Linked DNA regions of Hordeum vulgare: region 1 is linked to region 2. A link is a contact called in public Hi-C data. All regions are on one chromosome and are shown on one strand. The core of a region is the stretch at or near the end of the contact, and the rest is flanking DNA. Distances in the headings are between cores, read along the strand shown.

Region 1 (6,640 bases), core at 3,498-5,997, 690 kb before region 2:
CGGAGCGACGTGCCGGGGCCGTCGTCGGACCGGACGACTTCCTCCCTCCGGCGGAGCCGGATAGCCTCCTGTCCGTGCTGCTGGCGCGGAGTGCACGGGAGGCCGAAGAGGGCCAGCAGCGCCGCCGGAGGGAGGAGGAGATCGACACCGTGCTCTACGAGCAGGGTGTCGCGTCGGCCATCGCCTTCGGCCACAAGGTGGAGGAGTGGCGCTGCGAAGCTACTGCGCAGAAGCGCATCTACGTCGAGCTCTCCTCCGACGAGGACGACGACTGAATGTAGGCTATCTACTACTGCACGAGCTCGACTCCGGTGAGCTCCATTTTGCGTAGTGCAGTAGTATCGGTAGTAGCTCTAGTAGGTGATGCCCCCCTCTAGTAGTGAATGTAGTGTTGTATGATCATGAATGTAGTGTTGTATGATCATGACTGTAGTTCTGAACATGGCCGCGAATGTTTATTTTTTAAATTATGCAGTTTCATTATACGGGTTTTGTTCTTCAGCGCAATTTTTCGTCCCGCAAAACCCCACTTCAACGAACTGCAAAACGTGTTTGCAGGTCATGAATATACAGGGTCTGCTAGAGTTGCTCTTACATGGCTTATGATTCATGATTGACTTAACTTGAAAAACAACCTTCCATGCAAGCACTTGCATATCGTCTCACTCACTATGTCGGTGATGCGGGTTTGATGATGAAATCAGATCACACATCTGACTGTTCGGGTTGATGCGGATTTAATGATGAAACCAGCTCACAACTGTCCGTTCATGCTTGGGCTCTTCCCTACAGATAACATTGATGACCTTTTGATTGCCGTCTCCCGACACAAATGGATGCGATTATCTGACAATCCATACTTATTATCCCGTGGAAGATTGGGATTTCAAAACTGCTGTGAACAGACCGTCTTTTCATGACGTTCCTAGAGTGCTTATGTAATTTTCTTTTGTAACTAGATAAACGTTATAAACTTAAAAAATATATTCAGACGGGAAGCTCCTTCGTGATTTTTCAAAAAAGATATAATGCATTTTAAAGTATAAAAAATTACACTTTTTCATCACACACACACATATAATTTTACATGCACTTAGCTCATCATGAGCTCTTTAAACTAATATAGAAGTGTTTGCTCTAAATTTTAGATATACTTAGCTCATTGAGGTTGAATAATTAAAATGGAAGAGACGATGACTTACACCTTTCCAATATATTAAATAATTAAAAATAAAAGAGGTGGTAACTTACACCTTCCCAATATAGTTTTTTACTTCACTCCTTAATATGTCGTAGATTTTTTTTGATGTGTACACTTTTCGTCGGACGAAATCGAATACGTACATCAGAATACAGAATAGCACTTCCCTTCACATCTCTCCTAATAATAAAGCACAGAGCGCTTCTGCCGTCCGTCGTGGCAATTTTGCAAAAAAAAAAAAAAAATCTGTGTTTTGTTGAAATCAACCCGCAGTCCTTCATTAAGTGAAAAAAAAAACTTGTCCCATTACCTCCGTCTTCCCCACCCCGCAGACCTCCTGCCCCCTTCGTATCCAGATCGAACCAGAGAGAAGAAGAAGAGGGGAGCCCGCGCCGCAGACGCCCCCGCCCCCACCCCCAACCCAAGCGTCCCCCCCCCCCCGCCGCCCCGAGAAGGAGAGGCGAGAGAGGAGAGGAAGGTTCCGAGAGATGGCAGTCCCGTAGCCGGGTGGAGGCGAGGCTGCTGGCCGGTTCCAGGAGCACAGGGCCCATGACTGGCGGACGTCACCGGAGGCGCCGTGCGGTACATCATCAAGGACCTCGGCATGGCGCTGGAGGTCGGCGACGACCAGGAGGAGGAGGCCAATGTGCTGTCAGGGTCGGCGCTGTACCGACAGATGTTCTCGGCCATGGCGGAGACCGGCGACGGCGAGCTGTGCCTGCAGGGACTCATCACCGTCATCGAGCGCCTGAACGACATCCACAAGTAAGGCAGGACATGTGTTCATCAAAATGCCGCAACCGGATATGGACCCATGGTCATGTATTATTAGTTTTTTCGTGGACAAAAATTCGATCTCTATGTCATGTTTTTAACAAAAGATTTGTGGATGCTATCATCAATCGTAATATTATCATTTTTTTGCTTATTTGTGGATGCTATTCTTGTTTTCTTGTTGATGTTAACAACGGTATTTCAGTTCTTTTTACCAAGTGCGGTACTCTGATAAGTTAATAAATTGTTCTATGCTTGTAATCAAGGTGTTGACAAGGTAATAAATTGCTTCTTTGGACATCATATGATGTTCATACAAATTTGGCGGCTTTGACGATTGATGTAGAGAATGTTAAGTGGAATATCAACCAGATATTGTTGTAGTAGTTGTAATGCGGATATGTTGAAAAATCTGTAGTAAAACTCATATCCAGGGCACTACTTTATTTGCTCAGTTCACTTACAGAAGCATGATTTATCATTTTCCCTTTTTTAGCTTGCCATATAAGAAGTTATGCATCGCACTACATGATCTAAACAATCAATTATGCTTATCATATCTGTTGAAAGAGAAAGATAACTTAGAACAGAGAAGTGATGTTCATTAGTTTGCTTTGAACTTTTTACTCAGTTGCCTTGCGACTTAATGTAATTATTATGACAATGCAGATTATTGATCTGGCAACACTAACCGGTGCATGTCTTGTTGCACTTGGGCCTAGCATTGCTAGTAAGCTCAAACACATATTTTCCTCTTAGCCAAGTTCAATTTTGTGTGCTTCTAAGATGGAAATAGTGGGGTACTCTGAAGTCATGTATACTAATGAACATGTCTCTTCAGAAATCCTCACACCAAGTGATGAACTAGCCCAGGAAGTCACTGCTGCATCTGAGTTATCGGGGGAGAAGTTCTGAAGATTGCCCATGGAGGAAAGCTACTGGGAGCAGATGAAGTCTGGTGCGGCATACATGGTCAACACGGGCGGTCGACAACGGTTCCATCACAGCTGCCCTGCTCCTGAAACAGGTATAGCATCTCTCTAGAATGACCAAAGCATCCACATGTGTTCGTTGAAAAAGGTCGCATCATACTTGTACTAGGTTGAATTTTCCTCCGGACGGTTCCATCACAGCTGTCCTGCTCCGGAAACAGGTATAGCATCTCTCTAGAATGATCAAAGCATCCACATGTGTTTGTTGAAAAAAAAAGGTCGCATCATACTTGTACTAGGTTGAATTTTCCTCCGGCAAAGCTGACGAACTCTAATGTGCTTGCATTGCAGTTTGTCGATGAGAAGGTTCAGTGGATGCACATCGACAAGGTTCAGTGGATGCACATCGACATGGCAGGCCCGGTGTGGAACGACACCGCCACTGGCTTTGGCGTGTCCACCCTGGTGAAGTGGGTCCTCAAGAACTCATCATCATCCTGAAGGTGAAGTGGGTCCTCAAGAACTCATCATCATGAATGAACTCCCCCATAACAACGTCAGTGAATGAATGGTTTCATTACCAGTGAATGAATGGTTTTTATTTGCTTTTGGCTAACGTTTTATTTGCTTTTGGCTAACGTATGGAGTGTGAAGCGATAGAATAAGGAAGGGTTTCATGGGGAAAAATAAAGCAGCATGTTGTTGAACACTTTCCTTATCAGATTAAACGACGTTTCATTTCGTCGTTTCCATATTGTGTCCTATCAGATTAAACGACGTTTCATTTCGTCGTTTCCATATTGTGTCCGTGACTGCTGTCTGGTGAACATTTTTGCTATAATTAGTTTAACCTTATGTTAAAATTGATTATAAAAATGATGCACAATTGCATATGAAAAGTTGTGTCTTTTTTTCACCCGGTGCAACGCACGGGCATTTGTACTAGTCATCAATAAAGAACACTGTTTTGATTACAACTCGGTCAAGAAATCGCTGTGCCTGGATCTCTAAAATCTTCGTAGTTCTACATTACATGTCTTTCCGAAGCTGTATAAAAATGCCTTCACCACTTCTATCAAAAAATTGTAAGAATATTATGAAAAAAAAACTATCAATAGGTGGTGTTGAGCAAATTAGAAGGGCGCGGTAGCAACATCTCGTTCTGCGGCGGTGCGGCCATACTGGCGGTGGCAGCAAATGCTATCATCGTCAAGAAACGCGTAGGGATTGAACATGTCATAATCTTCGTCGCCCTGGTCGTCCTCCTCGTCGGAGTCGGTCATGGAGTCCTTCCTGACGCCCAGCACCGGCTTGAGACCCTGCAGCACGCAGCAAGTTCCATAAATATCAGCTGGTTCGTCCATCGTCATCACAAAACTGAGAGACAGAAGCTAGCCGATCGACCATGAACGATCTGCTGGATCGTCCAGATTGTAAGTAAAGCTGCTCGTTACCTCGGTGAAGATCCGGACGGCGTCCTCCGACGAGTGCGTTCTCAGGACATACAGCGCCGCCTCCTGCAGAAGTGGATACGTACGTCTTAGAGAACCGTCTTAAGAGAAGGTTGAGAAAGATCGATGAGAGCTAGGCTCGGTGGCGGTGCCTCACCCTGGCGTACTTGAGCTCGTGGAGGGAGAGCGCCTTGGGCTCCCACTCCATGGACGCCATGCTCCCCGCGGCGCCCGCGTGGGGCCGCATCGATCTCAGCTTCGTCGGACGTGCTGGGGGATGACCGGAATGTATCACGTACGAAACGTGTAACGCGCAGGCCGGGCAAAAATTGCAGATGAGAAATGCGTGTGTGTGTGTGTGTGTCTACTGCTTCCGTGCAGCAGATAACAACGGAGTTCCTGTGTCGTTGCCTATTTATAGCACGACGAGGCGTCGGTCGGACGAAGAGAAAGTAGGCACGAACTCCACGCGTGTCGACCGGCGCAAGCGCGCACGTCGTGGAAGCGTCGTGACACGCGGGGACGGAGAGCCGTCACCGGGTCGCGGTCGTCCACCCCGCATGGCGCCAGTGCATGGCGAGGCGGCCGGCATGGGCCAGTGGCTGCCCGGCGCGTGGCGTCCGCTCGGGGTTACCATCGCGTGTAGCGTGACGTGTGATCCTGACGCCGCCGACGCGCGCGCGCGCGGGGCTGGGATGCGCCCGTTGCTTCGCGATGCTGTGCACTTTTGTGTTTGTGGAGCCTTTCCACCGGACGAATACTTCCTGATGTGACCGGGGCCGGTCTGCTTCTACCGGTGGTTTCCCACGGTATTTTCGCTGCATATATACGTACCGAGCGATATAGACGGACACCGCGTGATTGTTTTTTTTTTGAGCAGGACACGCGATTATCGACAGGACAGGAAGTAGACGAGATCGTCTTCTTTCTCTCCTTTTTATCTGACAGCGACGAGGTACATGGCCACCTTCGAAAAATAGCTGATCAAATCTCCTTTCAAGATACTGTTCATACCATGTTCGTTTCTCTTGTATTCAGGGGCGGCCGGCCTGGGCCAGTGGCCACCCCCATCGATTTCGAGAGGGGTGTGCTGGCTGTAGAACTTTTGTTAACTCATGATAATTAGTACTGGATCATGGAAGTAACTATATTGATATAAGAGCATCTCTAGTAGGTCCCATATAACACCGATCTGTAAAACGTGTTTACAGTTCGTGAAAAAACGATTTTATGGACCGGTGCGGACGAGAGCAGAGTTAGACCCCGTAAAATGAACCTGTAAAAAAGATATTCGCAGAAGATGTTTTTTTACGGGTCAACTCGGGCTGCGACGGAACAGACCCCCTAAACTTAAAGTGTAAACCGAATTTTCGCTTACATTTTCCCCCATATCTTCTTCTTCCTCTCGCCCGTGTCCATGATCAATTAAATTTGTTCCTAAATACAGGGTCGTCGATCCCTGAATACATCCAGGAGCTAGCTAGCTAGCTTCCGTCGCCGACGTCGAATCCGGCCAGGACGAGCAGGGTGGCCATTAGGACGGGCGGGGTGGCGTTCAGGGACGTCCGGAGCGACGTATGGTGGACGTGGACGGCGGACGCGGAAGTTTTTGTGGTAGTTAGGCTCCCGTCAACTGCTTTCTTTCGATACAGGGCACCGTAGAAGCGGACGCGAAAACTGTATTTTTGCAGATCGGGAGAAGCTTTTTATCGTGCCCCATAAAAATATGTACATGTCCGACGCATTTGCAGGGTCTGATCAGACAATTTTTTCACACGGACCTGTATTTTAACGATTATTTTGCAGGTCATATATAATGCTCCGACCCGCAAAATAATTAGTCAAGCACGAAGTTGGAAAAAGGCCCAAGCCTAGGAAGCAAACGACGTCGGCCCATTAGATGGATACATAACTTTTGTTTTTGGACCGAATGCACCTGCACTACTTGATGATGGATTAGTTGACTACCAGCAGTCGACTACCTGCACTACTGCATGTGTTCGTTGATTGTCTCCCCTGTGCGCTAGGACATCGCAAGCGTCCGGCTGCGATGCGTGTATTCGTCATCTCTCACCCACGTGTGCTAGGGCATCGCCAACGTCCGGCGGTGATGGGCGTCGCCTGCGGCCGGTCTATGCGCCAATTTCATGATATCCCTCTATCAGGAGCTTCAAATTGCACCATGAGAACAACACTATACCACTCACGCCGGATTTAAGGTAATCATACTACGATTTCATGTCTTGAATATCATGTGTTATTACTATTATTAGATTTTTATA
Region 2 (6,497 bases), core at 3,913-6,412:
TAAGTTTCATTTTTTTTACCGTCACTTTGTTTCTTATGCCATAATATAGTAAGGTAAACAAATATACATAAACAAGATTGGTAATACATACAGATATTGATATGCAATTTTTTTTGAAGCGACCACTAAATGCAAGTCTACATAAGTAAGGTACATATGTTTGAGGACACTTACATGGATGCAAGATTGGAACATTGACCAGATCCGGACACTTTGATTTGAGGACCACGTGTGTTAATATTGAAGTGCAACTTCATACCAACTTCAAATTTGTATACTTCGGCAAATTCTCTCTAAGTTGGCCTAGCGAAACTGTTTTCCCTTTATAGTTTACAAGTGAGAAATAAAAAAAAGTCATGCTTTGTTTTAAGCTCTAGCTTAGAAGTGGGATTTTGAAATGAAAAGATGACGAACTTCTTCACGACTTGTTTTTTTGCAAAGCACGAAATGAACTATAGATAAACATAAGGAATACAAAAGTTACACCTATAAGTCATAAGTAACTACATATACCAATTATTCATTAATTCAGAGCGGCTTATGTTAACATGTTCACAAATTTAACAACGACTTGCTCTATTTACATACGTGCATAAAATAATAAGATGTATGTGCAAGAGATCAATATGTCAATTCAGGCATTAACAAAAATGTGCACTATGTGGCACCTCACGTCATAGCAAAAAGTTCACAAAGTTGTAATGTTTTTATTTTTAGAATTTGTCCCAATTTATACATGGCTAACTATTGTTAGGATCGTTCTGAAAGCAATGTGAATGATCTAAAATCTGATAAGTAGTCTTTTGTAATTATGAAACAAGCATCAAAAGTAGTTGTATGCATGCTTGCATATCAACTCTAGTGTCCATCAGCTCCATGGAACCCATGGTAATGACTTGAACAACGACTTAAGTCATAGACCTTTAGTACAATATATGCTCAAGTAACTAACAAAAAATCATGCACACCATAATTGATAGAACTACCAATGTGAAAAACATACCATCTTGTCTACAAAGCCTTCTATAATGCTTATGAAGAAGTGTGTGGCTTGTATTTAGTGGCTATTGTCGCACAAACCCCCTGTGTCCAAACACTTTGGGCACTGCGAATCCAAGCAATCGATTCAGTACACATATATCATTTGTACTTGATTTAACCCTAAATCGAAGAGACGGAAGAAAGATTTACCGACATTTTGTCTAGCCAATACGCTAGCCTGATACAAAACAAACTTCTAAAGGTTTGACAGGCCAGTGCTCTCAGCAGGTAGCAGGTGTTGCTGCGAGTAGGAAGTGCGTCATAGTTCAGCGAGTTCAGCAGGGCATCAAGATGCCATGCCAAATCATTGATGACAAAAATGATTGAACTGACAAGGATGAATATTCCCTGTCATATGGACGCCGAAAAATGGTGAAGAAACCACATGCGCCATGAATTCAAAGATGTGCAGCCCCACGGTGGCCGCCAACTACCATGTGGATAAATCTGGTAGTAAGAAGGTTATGAGAACAAGGTTTGATTTCTCGAGATGCAAGTGGGTGACACATGAATTTATAGGTTTAGGCTCCTATTCGGTGAAGGTAAAAGTCTTAGTCTTGTCTCACACAGAGATGTTCTTGCATATGGTTTTGCGGATACAAAGGTTTCAAATCTGTAATTGGATACAAGGGTTATCTTTATATAGAGTATGCTTCACCCCTTGGCTATCGGTAGCTACGTTATAGGTGTATTAATAAGTAATAATGTGTACCCGCTACAAGTTATTTTAATAAATACCCACTACAAGTTGTAACGATGTTTTGCTTGCCTAGAATATTAACACTAGGCATCCATCCTTAGTAGATACCTCTATTGATGTCCCTAGCTATTGGCCTCCTGAGTCGACTGAGTGGACGAAGGACGCCGTGTGAACCAAGTGATGTAATCCTCTCGCGGGTGCCCACATCAACTGATTAACTCCCCCTTGTCGTGACATTGAGTCATAAAATATACGGGCTTGGGCCTTCATGGCCCTTTGTCGGGTTTGCAGTCTCCATGGGCCCACCTAATGGAGGACAACCTCGTCACAAGGCATTCAGAAGTTGAAGTTTAAATTGGCGTAGAGTAACCTGGACCCGTCGTAGTGTTACTGCTTTAGATTCATCTCCATAATATGGTCATCCTAATCGGACGGGAGGGTCACCCTCTTTCGCTTGAAAGTAGTCACCCCTCTGTAGAGGGTCTCAGTCACAGAAAGATGACGCATTGTGTGGAGACAAGGCGCAACAAGACAATCGTGCAACAAAGTTTATGGTAAGCCAAAACGCTGGTCATCGAGGATGTCCCTTAATGCGATGGCCTGGGAGCTAACGAGACCTTGAGGGAGCCTATGTATGGGATTTTGTTCTTTCTTTGAAGAGATTGCATTTTTTTTCCGTGGTGTCATCATGCAATTTAATCGCTAGCAATGGGGGCAACCCGTGCTCGCCCTTGTCCGTACCAATGGTTGTAACATGATATAAACATTCTAGTATGTTATCTGATTTACATGTTCGTAATAGTGTGATTGCATAAATAAATGTTTATCAAATCTTGGACGTAATTTACCTAGCTAAATAAAATGTACAATTTTACTTGGTAAGAAATTATTAACTTACCAAAATAACATAATTTTATTTGGTAAGCTAATGAAAGGTGAGACAATCAAGACAAGTGAAGGAAAAACGTGAAAAGACCCACGCACACGAGGGAAAAAATCAAAACAAAGAGAGAAAGGGGAACTCACTCTCGCATCTCCAAAGCCCAATACTCACCTCCAATAAATGATAAAAATGTAATATCTTTTACATCACCTCTTTCAAAAGATGTAAAATACAATACTCGGCGATGCAAATTTACATCTTCACCTCCCACGTGATGTCAAAATGTATTGCGCGCCAATCACCCATAGTCGTTTCTGGTCGTTTTCCCACACTCTTCTTCTTCTTCCTGCGACCTCCCGCCACACAGCCGTTGGCACCCTCCCTCCCATCACACCACGCCGTCGTCGCGCCGCGCTAGATCCCACCACCTCACCAACCCGATGTTAGTTTCGCTTGTCCTCCAGCCCACCCGTTGCACGCCGTGAATCGAGGTCTTTTCGTCGGTTCTTCGTCACCGCTCGATTCGGCCCTGCTGCCATTTGCACTATCGCCGCCGCTCATCCGCTAGCATCAAGCCCCCGCCCAGCCCCACCCCACCTCCACCAGCAGTCGCACAACGCGTATCAGGCTGTTTCCGTCGCTCCTCCTTCGTCGCCCGATTCGCTTTCGTCGTCGGTTCCGCCCTCACCACTGCTCATTCGCCACCGCCCCATTCGTACTCACCGCCGTTTCCGCCGCCGCCCCGACGCCGCCATGAAACCAAAGAAGGTCTTTAAGAGCAAGACCGTGCTCTTCAAAGTGCGGCAAAGCCGCCCGACAACTTTGACATCGAGTTCTTTGACGCGGGTCGCCGCTTCTGGCTTGGCACGTATGACACCTCCAAGAAGGCCGCGCGTGCATACGACACGGTAGCGTGGCGTACCGGGAGGCTGAGGACGGAGCTTAACTTCCCGGAGATTGAGACCCAGGCGGATGCGGAGTTCCTCGTGACGGAGGGTATTTATATGAAGGAGATGACAAAGAAGAAGATGAAGAAGAGGCCGTCCATTGTCGTTGATCCTGGCGATAGCGACGAATCGACAATAACAAGGTTCGCGCGGGAGCATCTAGAGTATGTTCAGGTCGAGCTCAGGTTCTTCTGTAAGAGCGAGCCCGAGCATCAGAAGAAGGAGCACGAGGCCGACCCCTTGATGGTGACCGCCGTTGAGACCTCGAAGGAGGACGATGAGGAGTTCTGGGGGTCTTCGGAGGAGAATGATGAGGAGTACTCGATGCTCTCGAAGGAGGACGACTAGTTTGATGGATGCAGTAGTCTGAATTAGTTGTAGTAGTCGTTTAATTTATGTTTCAAATTAGAACTATGTTTGAATTATGTTTCAAATGAAGTAGTAGTTGAAGTATCTAGTTTTTACATGTACACATTTGCATCATCTTTTAAAATTAGAGCTTTACATCACAAATATACATTATTTGTTAGAATTGCCTTTTTAAGATTAAAAAATATTTTTTGATGACGTAAATTATATAACATCTATTTAGGCCCTCTTTGGAACCACTCACATTATATAATCCGGTTTTTATAATTTATTTTGTCTCTAAATAGAACAGATTATGGTGTAGATTATAAAAACTAGATGGACAGATTATTAAAAACTCATAATCTACTCTACCCCAGCTAAAATCAGATTATGGATTACTAAAGACCCATTATCCTTGTAAAGTTAGAGATAATTACATTCCTGCCACCGCAACTCTTTTTTTTTTTTTAAAAGACAGATATGTCATTATGCAATGTAAAACCTGGATTACAGTTTATATAATCTGGCTTCCAAACATGCCCATCTAGATTATTTTTATAAATCAGATTATATAATCTATCTTCATAATCCAAATTATCATAATCTATTATGGTTTCAAATATGGCCTTATGCATCTTTAAATTTACATCATTTATTGAAGATGCTCTTAGGCGAAGGACACTCTGCGTGGTAGTAAAACAAACACTGTATTCTGAAAAAAAAAGTATGAACTTGAACACCGAAATTCCCGGTCAGAAAATCCCGCCCATCAGAACGAGGCATCACAGCAATTACCCAGGTCCAACCACCACCCGTGCACGCTTAACTGGACTAGCACAACGAGCCGGTGCTGACATTCCGTTTGTGTAACATGTTCCACGACCATGTGTGTGACAGGAGGATATCCCATGCCACACCGTTGGCCATGGCGTGGCATGGAGCACACGCACACGCTCCCTTTTTGACTTCTTTTAGCCTCAGCACACAACTAAAGAAAAACCCAGAAATAAAACAGACCAAACACCGAAGCAAAGAAAAACACCCCGCTTAATCACAGCCCCCCTACACCGCAGCCTCACCCCCACCCGTTCACCGCCACGAGGATCCGGCTGGGCGCGGGCCCCAGCCGTCAGCGGGTGGCGGTAGCCACCGGCCGGGTCGCGGACCCCGGATCTTAATCAAATCGAATGCGAATTTTGACGTCCGCAAGGACGGAGTCTCGGCATTTTCCCCTTCCCCCCTCTCTCCTCTCTCTCTCTGCTGTTTCGCTTCGCTTTCTCTCTCCTCCCTCGCTTCGCCTCCTCCTTCCCTCCCTTCTCCACCGAGAGGGCTCGTGCCGAGCCGAGCCGAGCCGAGCCGAATCCCGTCGACCGCGCGCGGGGGCAGGAGGGAAAGATCTTCTCCACGGACCGGTTCTCTTCGTCGGTGCGGCGGCGGACTGTACTGGCCGGAGCGGGGCTGCTCCGGCGCGGCGAGCGGTGGCGGTAGTGGCGGCGCGCGCGTTGCCGGCGGACGAGGGGTCCCTGCGGGCCGCGCTGCGCCGCGCGATTTAGCGCGAGTCGACCCTTCGGATCGTTGGATCGCTGCCGGGCCGGAGCTGCGTACTGGCAGTGGCTGGTGGCTTCGTGGCGGTGAGTGCGCTTGTTCGAGTATTTAATATTTTGTTTGGGCAAGCTGCTTACGGCCCCCGGCTTCCATTACTCGCAAGCAATTCAGCGAGAACAGAGTAGCAGATATAGTAGATAAATAATCTGACAGCGTAAACGCTTGCCGGAGATTTACAACTGACAGGCAACACAGAGTGAAATGTCGAAAAACAGCTTTCGGGGAGTTTATTCATCGAAGCAGCAGCATTGTGGAGCTTGGTGTGCAGTTAATCACTGAACGGTCGCCATCCCCTCTCAAGAGTTCCATACTTCAGCTGAGTTGTTCCAGCAATTATATAGCCCAACATGGTGACCAGTAACAAAACAGAGACGTGACAATATTTGGATCAGATGGTAATCTGTGTTGAAAACAAGCATTGTCTTGTGTCCTTCGAATTGGCCGCACAACTGCAGCCATGCCTACCATTGCTAGTTTCCTCCCCCTGGTTTATCGAATGAACTAATCCTAAAGTCAATTGAGTTATTAGGTACATTATGTAAATCATATTTGCATTGTATAACTCTCCAGATAAACTTTACAATTGTGCATTCAACGAGTAAGTGTTAAAATGTGTCAAGTTTTCATAGAATTGGCATCTCGTGTCTTTTTGCCACTGCCTGTTATTCAGACCTTCCTCACAGAATGCTTTTATTAGATATTAACCACAAAATGTTCCTGATTCTTTTTTCTTTTGAAACTGAAAAAGGTCCTGATCTTTAGAAGGTATCCTTTGTTTGACGTATTCAAAGAACGGCTCATACTAATTGCTGCTGTTTGACTACACTTTTTTTATGAGTTTGGGCATGGGGTGCTGCGATCTAGGAGGATGTGTTCTCTGTGAGGGAGGAGGGGTAATTGCCGCTGCTTCTTAATTACACTTTGTTTGTGAGTTTTGGGCATGGGGACCTGCGATTTAGGAGGGTGTTGC

The links. Hi-C and Micro-C count contacts between places; a contact is called where the count stands out from the background.
Region 1: a contact with region 2 is called in a Hi-C map of leaf, with 7 times the contacts expected there. The contact joins the promoter of LOC123451212 here to the promoter of LOC123447896 in region 2. A contact is called at or near these places in 2 of 6 Hi-C or Micro-C datasets (leaf and seedling).

Annotation. Positions count from the first base shown.
Region 1 is chr4H:66,873,401-66,880,040 of MorexV3_pseudomolecules_assembly, reverse strand. LOC123451212 reads right to left here and starts at 4,747. Exons shown (of 3, transcript XM_045128221.1): 1 at 4,516-4,747; 2 at 4,362-4,424; 3 at 3,813-4,226. The coding sequence starts at 4,605. The coding sequence ends at 4,041. It also overlaps the pseudogene LOC123450277.
Region 2 is chr4H:66,188,578-66,195,074 of MorexV3_pseudomolecules_assembly, reverse strand. It overlaps LOC123447896 (transcriptional corepressor SEUSS-like), which reads left to right and starts at 5,162. Exons shown (of 10, transcript XM_045124611.1): 1 at 5,162-5,553.